Linked DNA regions of Sus scrofa: regions 1 and 2 are each linked to region 3. Evidence: chromatin contacts called from public HiChIP or PLAC-seq data. All regions are on one chromosome and are shown on one strand. The core of a region is the stretch at or near the end of the contact, and the rest is flanking DNA. Distances in the headings are between cores, read along the strand shown.

What was found. HiChIP or PLAC-seq counts read pairs in DNA pulled down with a chosen protein or histone mark.
Region 1: a contact with region 3 is called in an H3K27ac HiChIP or PLAC-seq map of skeletal muscle, with 2.5 times the contacts expected there. The contact joins the promoter of MRPL33 here to the promoter of PPP1CB in region 3. A contact is called at or near these places in 2 of 5 promoter capture datasets (fetal liver and liver) and 1 of 2 datasets of contacts at active chromatin or transcription factors (skeletal muscle).
Region 2: an H3K27ac HiChIP or PLAC-seq map of alveolar macrophages shows a contact between it and region 3. The contact joins the promoter of BABAM2 here to the promoter of PPP1CB in region 3. A contact is called at or near these places in 1 of 5 promoter capture datasets (liver) and 1 of 2 datasets of contacts at active chromatin or transcription factors (alveolar macrophages).

What each region holds. Positions count from the first base shown.
Region 1 is chr3:111,437,010-111,441,453 of Sscrofa11.1, forward strand. MRPL33 (39S ribosomal protein L33, mitochondrial) reads right to left here and starts at 1,726. Exons shown (of 4, transcript XM_003125284.5): 1 at 1,598-1,726; 2 at 763-781. The coding sequence starts at 1,619.
Region 2 is chr3:111,326,219-111,330,323 of Sscrofa11.1, forward strand. BABAM2 (BRCA1-A complex subunit BRE) reads right to left here and starts at 2,196. Exons shown (of 12, transcript XM_021088348.1): 1 at 2,061-2,196. It overlaps RBKS (ribokinase), which reads left to right and starts at 2,558. Exons shown (of 8, transcript NM_001315776.1): 1 at 2,558-2,650. The coding sequence starts at 2,559.
Region 3 is chr3:110,472,670-110,476,656 of Sscrofa11.1, forward strand. PPP1CB (protein phosphatase 1 catalytic subunit beta) reads right to left here and starts at 1,719. Exons shown (of 8, transcript NM_214184.2): 1 at 1,656-1,719. The coding sequence starts at 1,707. LOC106509865 (a long non-coding RNA gene) reads left to right here and starts at 2,296. Exons shown (of 8, transcript XR_002342800.1): 1 at 2,296-2,579; 2 at 2,850-2,991.

The DNA.
Region 1 (4,444 bases), core at 476-2,975, 960 kb after region 3:
ATCGCAGCTGTAGCCACCAGCCTACGCCAGAGCCATAGCAACGTGGGGATCTGAGCCGTGTCTGCAACCTACACTACAGCTCAAGGCAACCCCGGATCCTTAACCCACTGAGCAAGGCCAGGGATCGAACCTGCAACCTCATGGTTCTTAGTCGGATTCATTAACCACTGCGCCATGAAGGGAACTCCTGCTTTAGAATTTTTCTATTTTTAACACAGAAAATCTTACTTCAGCTATTGTCCACAAAATTTATTTTGAAATACCATTTTGTTATTTATAGTCTCTCTGGTACAGAATGGAATCTTCAGCCTTTGCTATTTTTGATATGCTTATACCATGAATGCAAAGGATTACAAAACTCAATTAAACAGATTCTGTGGATTAATCAAATCACAGCATATTCTGCTAGATTCCTGTAGTGGGCTCCACACAAATGGTCCTCAGTCCTCAATTTGAGAAAACAGAAATACAGTGGTAGTCCAAAGAGAGCATGGGGATCCTGATAATTTGTTTAGGAACAAGACAGCAAAAGCAACTTTAAGTAAATTATTTGAATGCTCACTTAAGTAGGTCAGTTGGGAGGAGGGAAAATATTTTTTCAAACAGTTCATAAGGCCAAGATAATTCATCAGGTAAGTAATCCTCAAACCAACTATCATAAAATCAAAGCCAAATGCTTCGTTTACCAAAAGGATTCATTGGCAACAGCTGGACTAATGAATCTAACATAAACAAGTTTAAAAAATGAAAACTCTTACTTACTTTGACTTGCTCTTGGCAACTTTTTTGAAAGTAGGAAAAGATGAAGAGAAAAGAGAAAATATCGATTTATTATCTTGCAGTTCACATAAATATCATTAATAATCAAAAACACTTAAGAAGTACACCATAGGCTGTCACTCAAGTTAACTACTGTCCTGAGCTATTAGGGATTCCGTTAGGATTTTACAGAGTTTTAAACATCCAATCAGAACACTACAGTTCTGGACGTAATGCTTTGCACAAGCTCTTTTCAGCTGGACGGATACTTTTAAATCTTTATAAAGATCTGCTCCACTTGTTCCTCTTCTAAGGTGTAAATATTTGCACTAGAACAAGCCTCTTGTTTGATAAGTTAACTTATGCAAACTCCAACAATCATCACATCAGGTGGAGAAGGGAAACTAAATGATAGGTCTGCCTGGTGCATGGAAGAGCCCAGTCTGGGAAGCCAGAGGGCTGCTTTCCCAGCCCAGCTGTAAGACCTAGGTCAACCTCTGCTCTTCATCTTGGAAGTTCTAAGCCACTGACAGTATTACAAATTCCGAGTTTTGCCCAGTTAGGACTGCAGTGATTCTGCTGACACAGCGCTACAGAGAGCGGGGGAAGTGTGCCCCACTCCCGCTGACCAAACGAACCGCAACTGGATCCAGCAACAGCACCGCCGACCCCCAAGACCCACTTGCCCCTCAGCGAGCGCGCCGCGGGGCATGCCGGGCGCTGTAGTTCTGAAGGCCTGGGAAGTCGCAGTCGCAGTTTCCCGCCCCGCGCGCGCGCACCCCGCCCCGCCACGTCCCGAGCCAACTGCCACGGTCCCGCCGCCTTCAGCCCCACTTACAGGTGACCGCGGACAAGAACATGGCGAGAGTACACTGCAGGGTCCGTAACGGGCCCAAGGTCCCTCAACAAACAACTGCTTCCGGGGCACAGGCCTGATCCGGAACAGGATGTCCGGAAGTTCACCGCGACCACGCCCCCCGACATAGACCTGAGGGTCGGAGCCCGCTTTTTTCGTGTGTGGTTTATATGTCAGGCGGCTTTCTTTCGTGGTGCTGGAAGATGCAGGCCTCTCCCCATTTGGAGAGGGACTTTGTTAGCGCTCGGGGTTCGCACCCCAGATCTGGCTGCTCCTTCTAGATGCGAATTAGGTGCTTTCCATACTTGTTTCACTGAATAATCGCCGCCACCTACATTAAAGCCACAGGAACTCCGTAGGTTCCTCAACTGCTTCAGGCTATCAGACTGAGGCATTATTTCCTTAAATGGTTGCTTCTTTTGCTTCCTCCAACCAATTCCAACTCCAACTCCACCTGCTTCACAGCTACTCTCAGTCCCTCCAGAATTAAGAAGCCCACCTGAAATCCCTATTCTTTAATTACATGTTGGATTTCTATGAAGGCAGTGCCCTCTGCATCTTGTTAACTGCCTTGTCTAAGCACTTAATATAGTGCCTGGCAATAGGGGGCTGAAAAACTGCGATTAGGAGCACTCACATAATTTGCTTAATGTCACAAAATTAGTAAATGGCAGAGTCAGAATTTGAACCCAATTTTGTCTGACTGCAAAGACTCATCCCTTTCCATTAGATATTGGGACTTAACCACTTTGCCATCTTCCAGTCTTAATCTATCTTTAAGGAACCTGGCTCCTTCAACACTAAGGACTTCATTCAAAACTTCATTTTCCAGGAGTTCCCGTCGTGGCGCAGTGGTTAACGAATCCAACTAGGAACCATGAGGTTGGGGGTTTGATCCCTGGCCTTGCTCAGTGGGTCAAGGATCCGGCGTTGCCTGTGAGCTGTGGTGTAGGTCGCAGACACGGCTCGGATCCCGAGTTGCTGTGGCTGTGGTGTAGGCCGGCGGCTGCAGCTGTGATTAGACCCCTAGCCTGGGAACCTCCATATGCTGTGGAAACGGCCCTGAAAAGACAAAAAAAAAAAAAAACTTCATTTTCCAACTAATAATTAGGACTTGGGGATTTTTTTCTAATCTGTGATTTTATCTATATATTAAATTTTACAAATGTGAAAGAAGATGTATTCTCATGGATTATCCTCACTGAAAGTAATAAAAATCATTTAAAGGAGGAACTGTAGCTCTCCAATACAACTCAATTTTTAATGCTTTTACTATTTGTTTGTTTGGGCAGCGCCTGTAGCATATGGAAGTTCCTAGTCCAGGGGGTCAACCTACGCAACAGGGGCGACCTGAGTTGCTGCAGTGGCAACACTGGATCCTAAACCTGCCCGTACCACAAGAGAACAGCACTACTCAATTTTTTAATTTAGGACTGTCCTTTCCCTTGGTACCTTTAATAACAGTTTTTTCCCTGTAACTTGATTGCAACAACTGAGTACACTCCAGGTTCCCAAATCCTTCCTTACCTTGTGAGGTTCAGCTGCGGACAAACAAGAGCTTTAGGGGTCCAGGAGGGTAAGGTTTCTTATATAAGAAATTCCTTTAGAGGATTTGTAAGGAAAGAACACAGAACCAGAAGCCAAGGAACAGTCTGTTCCTTGGAAAGTCATTTCAACTCTTCAGACCTGTTTCAGGCTTAGTGTGGGCATTGATCAGTGATTCTTATTCCTGAGGGGATATCAGTCACCTGTGGTCCTTTAAAAGACCGAGATGCCAGAGGTGAGGCCCAGAGTCTGTATAGTGTTCCCCCACTCCAATTTTCTATAAAGAAGCATTTCAGTATGCCAAAAAGTTGAAAGGATAGTATAATGAACAAACCATATACCAAATTCAACAAATTCTGCTATGTATACTGATGTGTACCGAATTCTTTAAAATATGTATGTATATGGTTAGGTTTTCTGGCTAAACTATGTAAAAGCAAGTTGCAGACATCACAGTTTCTTACTACCAAATATTTAAGTTTATGTCTCACTAAGAAGATCATTATAACTACAATACCATTTTTCTTCCTTAAAAAATTAATGCTTTCCTGGAGTTCCCATCATGGCTCAGTGGTAACGAACCCAACTAGTATCCATGTGTACACAAGTTAGATCCCTGGCCTTGCTTAGTAGCTCAGTGGGTTAAGGATCCAGCATGGCGGTGAGCTGTGGTGTAGGTCGAAGGTGCAGCTCAGATCTGGCATTACTGTGGTGTAGGCCAGCAGCTACAGCTCCGATTCAACCCCTAGCCTGGGAACTTCCACATGCCATGGGTACGGCCCTAAAAAGACAATAATAATAATAATAATAGTTTCCTAATATCTAAGCCACAGTCAAATTATCTTTTATGGCTGGTTTCTTCAAAAACAGTATCCAGTCAAGTTTCATACATTAGCTTTAATTGCCATAAATCTTCAATATCTTTAAAATCTAAAACCCCTCACTTTTTTGTGTGATACTAAATTTGTAAAGAGACAGCTAGTTTCTTGTAGAGTGTCTCATAATCTGGATTTGTCTGATTGCTTTCTTATGGAGTCATTTTATTTGTTCTCCTATCCCCTGTATTTCCTGTAAATTGAAAGATAAATCGAAAGGCTTGCATAGATTTCTTTTCTTTTTCTTTTTTTTTTTTTGTCTTTTTTTAGGGCCATATCCATGGCATATGGAGGTTCCTAGGGTAGGGGTTGAATTGGAGCTGTAGCCACCGGCCTACACCACAGCTCACAGCAACGCCGGACCTTAACCCACTGAATGAGGCCAGGGATGGAACCCGAGTCCTCATGG
Region 2 (4,105 bases), core at 946-3,445, 850 kb after region 3:
GCTCAAATCATGCTGTCTGCAGACATAAAACAAGCTCCTCTTCTGACCACTTAACAGACGCTCTTCCGCCACCATTCCAGTATGTGATCACGACATACGAATAAACATCTAATGCCTGTATTATCAGTCATAAAAATCATGTGTATTTTAATAACACTTCTATTTCTTATAAAGAGCTTCCATATGCATTAGTGCAGCTGATCTTCACAACCCTGGCCCATTAAGGTGTGAATTCAAATTCCCATTTTACAGATGACATGGATAACTTTTATAATTTGTCTCTGAAGGGCATACTAGCCTATATTATCATTTTGAAGGCTTTTTTTTTTTCCTATTCTGCAACATTTCCACTTTTATTTCTACCCATTGATGTCACAGTTCTTGAAAGGATGCTTATCTAGATCATATGCAAAACAGAAATACTCATCTTGGAAAAAGCAAAAGGACCTTACCTACATTACAGAATTATTCTTCCATGTACTTCCCCACAATACCTATTTTACCTCTCACTTCTATGAAAAAAGGAAACAGACCCAACACGTTCTGAAAATCGACTTAGTATCGGGCACTGTATTACCCACCTCTATCTGTAATTTCATTTATTTCCCCACAACTACCCTGTTCTCTGGTTAAGAGTATTATTCCCATTTCACAGATAAGAAAACCAAAGCTGGGCAAGATTGAGTAACTTATTCAAAGTCACAGATTCACAAATCTAGCAAGAAGGATCGGAATTCAAATCCAGATCTCCCTCCAAGTCCACTATACCCATCTTCCTCTCAAATAAACATTTATAACTTCAATCACCAAAAAAATAAAAGCATCAAAGTGAATGTGCTTTTTTTAAAAAAAAAAAAAAAAAGCATACATCTAGTAAAATGTGAGCAAAAAAGTCACCAATTTAAACTAATGGTTGCTTGACAACCAGAAACAAATTAGACTACTGTTGGTCTACTGCTGAAGCCTAGTGATTCACCAGGCAAACACTAAAGGGAACAAACCTGCTCCAGAAACCAAACTATACTTAAGGTGACAACATCCCATTCAATTCAGCAACTGGCATGACCTTAGAATGACACCTGAAGGAATGAATTTGTCTTTGTTTCCAGCACAGCCAGAACACTATCTTTTGACAGTGCAAGATTTCATGCAGCATTAAAATGTTTCAGCAGGAGCTGTTGTGACTTCTCTAAGGAAAAAAAAAAAAAAAAACCACTGATTCCAAAATCACAGGTCACCAAACAGCCAAAAAAGATGGTTCTTTGGCGCAATCCTTTTGAGTAAGGGACACGGATGGGGGTTCAACCCCCAGTAGTAACTTTACACATCGAAGCACAATAAGAGATCCTAGATAGGCAAAAATTTACGGTGGTCAGCCTCCCCTGAATGCTAATTGTGCAATTTCTATTTCCTGATTTTGACGTATTACAGAAGGAAAATGCAGAAATACAATTTTTATAGGGATCTGCTGCCTCAAAATAGGGTCACATGAGGTCCTCTGATGGGCAGCCTGGGGAATACAAAGACGTCTGAAGCATCGTCAGTTTCTTGCAATTAAGATGGGATGACAAACACGGAAACATGTGCCCAGCTTACGTCATGGAACGGAAAGGGGTGGCGTCCTGCTGCGTCACGTCGACGTCACGCAGCGCACGAGGGAAGTTACACGGGGGAAGCAATTTCTCCAAGGGGCAATGTTCAAGAAAAACAAGTCGACTCGAACCCAAAGAATGACATCCCGCTCCAAAGGGGGACATCTAAAAGGGACCAGAGGCTCTTCCTTCTCCCAAATTGTACGATCCCCTCATCAGGCGGGAAGGAGGAAGGAGCTGAGCTTAATCAGGGACCAGGGGCGGGCTAGGCATGGAAAGAGCAGCCTCTGGCCTTGGGGGCTCGTTCTCTAGGGAGCCAGCATGATGGGAATGAACAGGGCATCTTTGGAACAGGGGCCTTCTCTATAGAAAGAGGAGGCGAGCCCTGGGCATATTTAAACCACTGTCCTTAGCACCACCTGTGCGACTCGGGATCCAACCTCCCCGCACCAGCCCCAGTCCAGGTACCTGGAGCTTAGTCCGATCGGTAACCGGCGACTACGTGGGGTACAGGTTACCCGAGCGCGCCCCCGACCGACGCACCAACCTGCGCGCGCACCGCGGGCCGGATGCGTGCGCGCCCCCCGGACGTCCCGCCCCGCCCCCTCTGCGGCCCAGGAGCCGGGCGGCGTGCGCGTCCCCGGCCGCGCCAGGCCAGGCGCTCGGAGAGGCGTCCCCGCAGTGCCTGAAAGTTCCTGCCTCGGCGCCTGCCTCGTGCGCGGCAAGCAGCACGGAGTCTGGACCGATCAGGAGGGCTCTGTAGCGGGAAGCTGTGCAGGGAGACAATTCCTGGAAGAACTGGGGGCAGTTGGTGGGCGGGGTTATTTCGGGCATTCAGGTGGGCGACCCGCACGGACGTCCTGCAAGGCCCGCGTCGTTAGGGAGCGTAGGAGTGGCGTCCCTGGTTACCGGGTCGGGCAAAGGTTAAAGGGCAGCCTCCTGGTTGGAGAGCGCCGACGTAGAGCAATGGCCGCGTCTGGGGAACCCGGGAGGCAGTGGCAGGAGCAGGTGGCGGCGGCAGTGGTGGTGGTGGGCTCCTGCATGACCGACCTGGTCAGGTTAGTCTGGGGCCAGTTTGCAGAAGCCGCTGCTCGCGGGAGGGACGGACCGTGTTCTCTCTTCTTACTGCCTTGGCACTGGGGCCTTGGGCATGGAGCCTGTTGGCTTTTGGTGTGAACTACAGGTTTCCCCAGGCCGCCCTGTGCCTCGATGGGAAGAGGCAGGTTTTGAGTCTGTGAAGGTAACTGTCAGATGAGGAAACAAAGGCCAGAGCGTAGTAAAAGCTCTCGTGTAACTAGAAGCGCCTCCAAAGACCTGTTCCTGTTTTCCGGACCAGGCTGTTGAACCTCTCCCCGGGCTAGCCAGTGACTTTAACCAAGTTATTTTACCTTCCAGAAGGTGCCCCCACCTCACTGGGCTGTTATGAAAGTGAAATGAACTAAAGTGTTTTGAGCCATAACACCATCCAGGTTGGGTATTATTCGTGGAACGTGTATAAAATGAGTGGAGCAGAGGTCAACAGGCCGTTCACTCTATTGATCGTTAGCATTCTTGCATTTCATATTTTCCGTTTATTTTTCAGTATTAGAGTAACTGTAGGTTACTTATGGCAAACCAAGTGTGAATCAAAATAAAAACCCATAAATACAATATCTATAATAGTAAAAAACAAAATCGGAGTTCTCTTGTGGTGTAGCGGGTTAAGGATCCAGCGTTGTCACTGCAGAGGCTTGGCCACTGCTGTGGCTCGCATTGGATCCCTGGCCCTGGCATGGACCAAAAAAAAAAAAAAAAAGGGATGAAATAAAATATGCTAGAAGGAAATCGGAAAATCGTTGAGCTAGGTCAGTGACATTGGATCTTTCCAATTTATTTTTTAATGAAAATGGCTTTTTTGATTGTAAAAGTAATATTTATTTATTGCGCTCTCTCCCTCTCTCATCTATATCCCAAGGAAATCCTATGATTCATGTTGCTTCACTTTAATTTTTTGCTGAGTGCCTTTTCAGATATAACGCTATTTTTCTTACAAAAAATGAAAAGTGATCAGACATACTGCAGTATGACCTGTCCATCTTTCCTGCAACCTTGCTTTTCAGAAGAGTAGCTGAGAACCTGGAAATAAATAAAAAGGCCTTGGGACAATAAAAATAAGTCACCAAATCCCTGCACCAAACCACCTGTGTTTTTCTTAGAAAATAGTTTTAGGGTCTTCCCATAACCAGCTTAATCTTACATTGCTTAAAATGTTTATAAGCCAGGTTATCACCAGCCAAGGTTAGAAAGGTGGCGAGTAGAAAGAGGAAGAGACTGCCGGGGCAGGCACATGATTACCAAAAACCTGAAGGTGAGAGAGTGTAATAACAAGCAGCAAAAGACCTTCAAGTGCCGGGAGCCTTTATTTTTCCACAAATATGTGAGCTACCTCGTGCCAAGATGGATGTGCTTCCTTTGGTGACAGAGCATAAGTTCACTTTAAGTGGACATGTGGCAAAGAGGCCTACACTCTTTCT
Region 3 (3,987 bases), core at 469-2,968:
AAATATGTAAATATATGGAAAATAAAAGTGAGGAAGTTGAGATAACAAGCATCGGATTTTCAAATATTTCAATTTTACAAGCTAAGTTTAAAACGTATAAAAGTTTTTTGTACCAGTTGGTGGTGGGCATAAATATCCCTCAAAGTTAACAAGACACTAAAAATTTTACATAGCTGTATTTCCCCCTTAGAATAACGCACAGCTACACACACACAAACAAAATGTTTCCCCCAAAGCAAACGTCTCGTGGACCCAGTAAGATGTTCACATCTGTTAAAATCCGCAGTCTTTAACAGTGAACACGGACTGTAGGCACCAGGGGGCCTCCCAAGAATAACTTGATAGCAAAAGGAAAGGCAAACAAGAGTTCCCTGTAAAACTTTGCTCCTTATTCAGTCTTACGACTGCAGGAAGGCTTTTTACTCAGTCTTAGACTGCTGGAACGCTTGCACATCTGGAACAAATATACTGTAGTTTGTTACACAACGGTACACACAGAACTGAAGAGATACACACATGGGCGGATAAAAAAGAACTAGCGCCCTCTCCGCCGCCCCTCAAACATATAATCTTCTGTGAAGATTTTCCAAATGTAAGCACACACTGCTTCACTGTACCAAACACTTATCTTCAGGAAATTTGAAAGCAAGTAACAATGCACATGCAACCCTTCCACGCTTTCTGAGAGAGGACTCTACATTTTTTTCTTTTAATAGCTTAGTTTCTTTTCTACACACTCTAAAAGCAGTTTAGCGATGACGCAAACTTCAGGGCAAAGGGATTCACTGGCAGAAAATCGCGATTGACTTTGAGTAACATCCTGGCCGCTCCATCTCTTCTCTTTACCCTAACATAAAACTATCCAATAAAAACAGAAGGGCCCAGAAACTTCAAAAGCTGTGAAGACTTGTAAATATCTTTTAAACACAAGCGAAGCTTGACAATCGACCTTTTCTAAGTTTATGCAGAATTTAAAGCCTGCTCAAACCTGTTAAATTCTCAAACCCGAAAACCAAGCGCTTCAGTAAACATGTCTACATATTTCGTATTTCTTGCGTGCATCTTCAGCTCGCTCAAATACTTTTGTTTTACTCATTTTTAAAGCTAAATAATAAATGAAAGCTACTCAACTCCATCTTCTCCTTAAATAGAGCTGGTCCTGGAAGCATCAAGTAAAAAATGCAGAACAGATCAAACAGTTTTCTCAAGGAGAAGGTTTTATAAAATCCACTCCCAGAACAAGAATCGGAGGCAGCCAAGGGCAAGGCACAAAGAGAACAGAGAAGGAATACACTTTCCACCGGCATACAAAGCACAAGAGCACGCATCCTGGCACCCTCTTTGGGAAGGGTCACCCAGCAGCCCGGGGCTCCTCTACCCGCGTTCGGCGCGCCGCTGTGCGGGTCCCCGTAGGTCCGCAGGGGCACTGCCCGCCCGCGGGGTCAGCCCCTCTCGCCCGCCTCACCCCCACCCCCCCACCCCAACCCCGGGCCGTGTTCCCGGAGCCCGCTTCCTCCGGCCCACCAGCTTCTTAGCCCGCTCCTCGGCGGCCGCCCTGGGGCGGGAAAGGGGGTTCCCGCCCGCTCCGGTTGGCGGAGGAGGAAGCAGGGCTGAGGGAACCTCCCCTCTCCGCGGCCGGCCAGGCCCCGACTCACCCTCCAGCAGTCGGGTGATGAGACTGTCCACGTTCAGCTCCCCGTCCGCCATCTTGTCGGCACTAGACGCTCCTTCCCGGCCGCGGGAACAAGGGCTTCTCGGCGGCAGAGGCTGCGGCGACCGCTCGGCGTTCCCTCACCTACAAGTCACGCGGCGTTTCGACCCCGGTTCCAACTCCCCCTTCCCCCAGGCCCTCCCCCACCCCCTCCCCACCAAGTAGTGGAGCGCCGCACACTCGGAGGCACACACGATAAATAAATAAATAAACAAGCGGAGCCCCCACGAACCGGGCCGCGTCAGACCCAGCCGCCACCTCCTCCTCCTCGGCACCGCCCAACTCCGCAAAGCTCACCAGCGCCGCCGACGGCCCCACCCGCAGCGCCACTCACTCCACACCGCCCTTCCCCGCCACCGCGCCACGCAGGCCTCCGCGCAGCCGCACGGCGCACTCCTTCGCGGCGCCCCCCCCGTCCGCCAGCCGCGGCGCAATCGCACTAGACTCGGTTCTGCCGCCGCCGCGTCGCCGCCTTTGCGCAGGTGCGTCGCCTTCCCTCTCCACTTCCACTGCGCCGAATCGTCGCGGCTGCGCAGGCGCCCTCAAGGCTCCCGGGGGTTTGATGCTCTGGGAAAGCTCCCATTACGCAGGGCGCGCGTAGGCAGGGCTGACCTTCCGCTTCCCAGCTCCCTGAGGCTGGGCGCTCAGCAGACGACGTAGTTCTTGTGCTCTTCCCGCCTCGCCTTTCTTTTCTTGGTTTCAATCCTGGTGTTGCAAGCCAATTCCCGGGTCTTGTTAGGCGGGAAACACAGACTGCATTACCCATGTTTGAAACTGGATTTGCGCGTTTGGGAAGCAAGAATGGGGTTACTCTGCTGGAAAAGCTTGACATTGCAAATGAGGGATTTTTACCCTACGGTTCCACAAGGTTGGTTGCCCTGGTGTTCCTAGATGAAATAAATTAAATTGGGCCCTGAGGGTCAGCAGTAATAATGTTTTACGTGGGAACTGCTTTCTGCTCTCTACAGAGCGCTTTCACATAGCTTACTGTTTTTCCACAGTGTATTTTTGAGCAAGAAAAAAATACCTTCATTATATTGCTTCATCATCGTATCTTATAATTGTTGTTGCATTTTTATCTCCTACACTCTACTGTGAGCTGCTATAGGGTAAACTAAATTTATCTTTGTGCCTGCAGTTCCCACTAAGTATCTGGTACGCGGAAGAGAGGGACAAGGAAGCACAGAGGCTCAGAACAGTTCGTTGTTCACCTCGTCTTTCTACCACATAATTCTGCCTCTAGAAATACAGGAGAAAGAGTAGCCACGCAAAGCTTCTAGGTAAGCGAGAGTTTTTTGGCCCGTTCTCAGAGGTGGTCAGATGGGAAATCTTTACTCATTCCTCAGGTGTTTGTCCACAAAAATCAAACAAGATGCTGTCTCAAGCTCAAGGCAGTGCTGCTCCCGCTCACCTATTGCTAGTAATAGCTGACATTGATGAGATCTTTTTATGTGCTCTGGCGTTGCTTTATTTATTTATTTGTTTATTTTTGCTTTTTAGGGCATATCGAAGTTCCCAGGCTAGGGGTCAAATCAGAGCTGCAGCAGCTGGCTTATGCTACAGCAACAGCAATGTCAGATCTGAGCGCATCTGTGACCTACACTGCAGCTTGAGCCAATGCTGGATCCTTTAACCCACTGAGCAAGGCCAGGGATCAAACCCACATCCTCATGGATACTATTTGGGTTCGTTTCCCCTGAGCCACAATGGAAAACTCCTCTAGCACTACTTTAAATGTGTTATTTCATTTAATCCTTACACTAGCCATATGAGGTAGGCATTATTATTATCTCTACTTTGTAGATGGGATTTGTTAAGGCACGGAATCGTTAAATACCTTGTCCCAGATCACACAGATAAGTAAGTGGCAGAACTGGGATTCAAACTAGTCACCTAGTGCCAGAGTCTGCACTCTTAGCAATTGTGATATATTCCCTGTCAGTGTATGTGAGCTGAGGTGCTTAAATCTGCATATGCTGTATCATAAACTTCGAGAACAGAAACCATAGGGTTTTTTTTGGGGGGGAGTATGTTGTCCAATCAAGTGCTTTATGATGCTTCAGATGACTTACAGAGATAGGATTTCCTAATCCCCTTTTTAGCTTTCTCTCCATTTTGAGATTTTTTAAATTTTTTATGCATTGATGGTGAACATAGAACAGGTGACAAGCTAGAATGATGATCCTGTTTGGAGAAGCATTTGTAAACTCTTTTTTTTTTTTTTTTTAGGGCTGCACCCACAGCATATGGAGGTTCCCAGGCAAGGGGTTGAATCA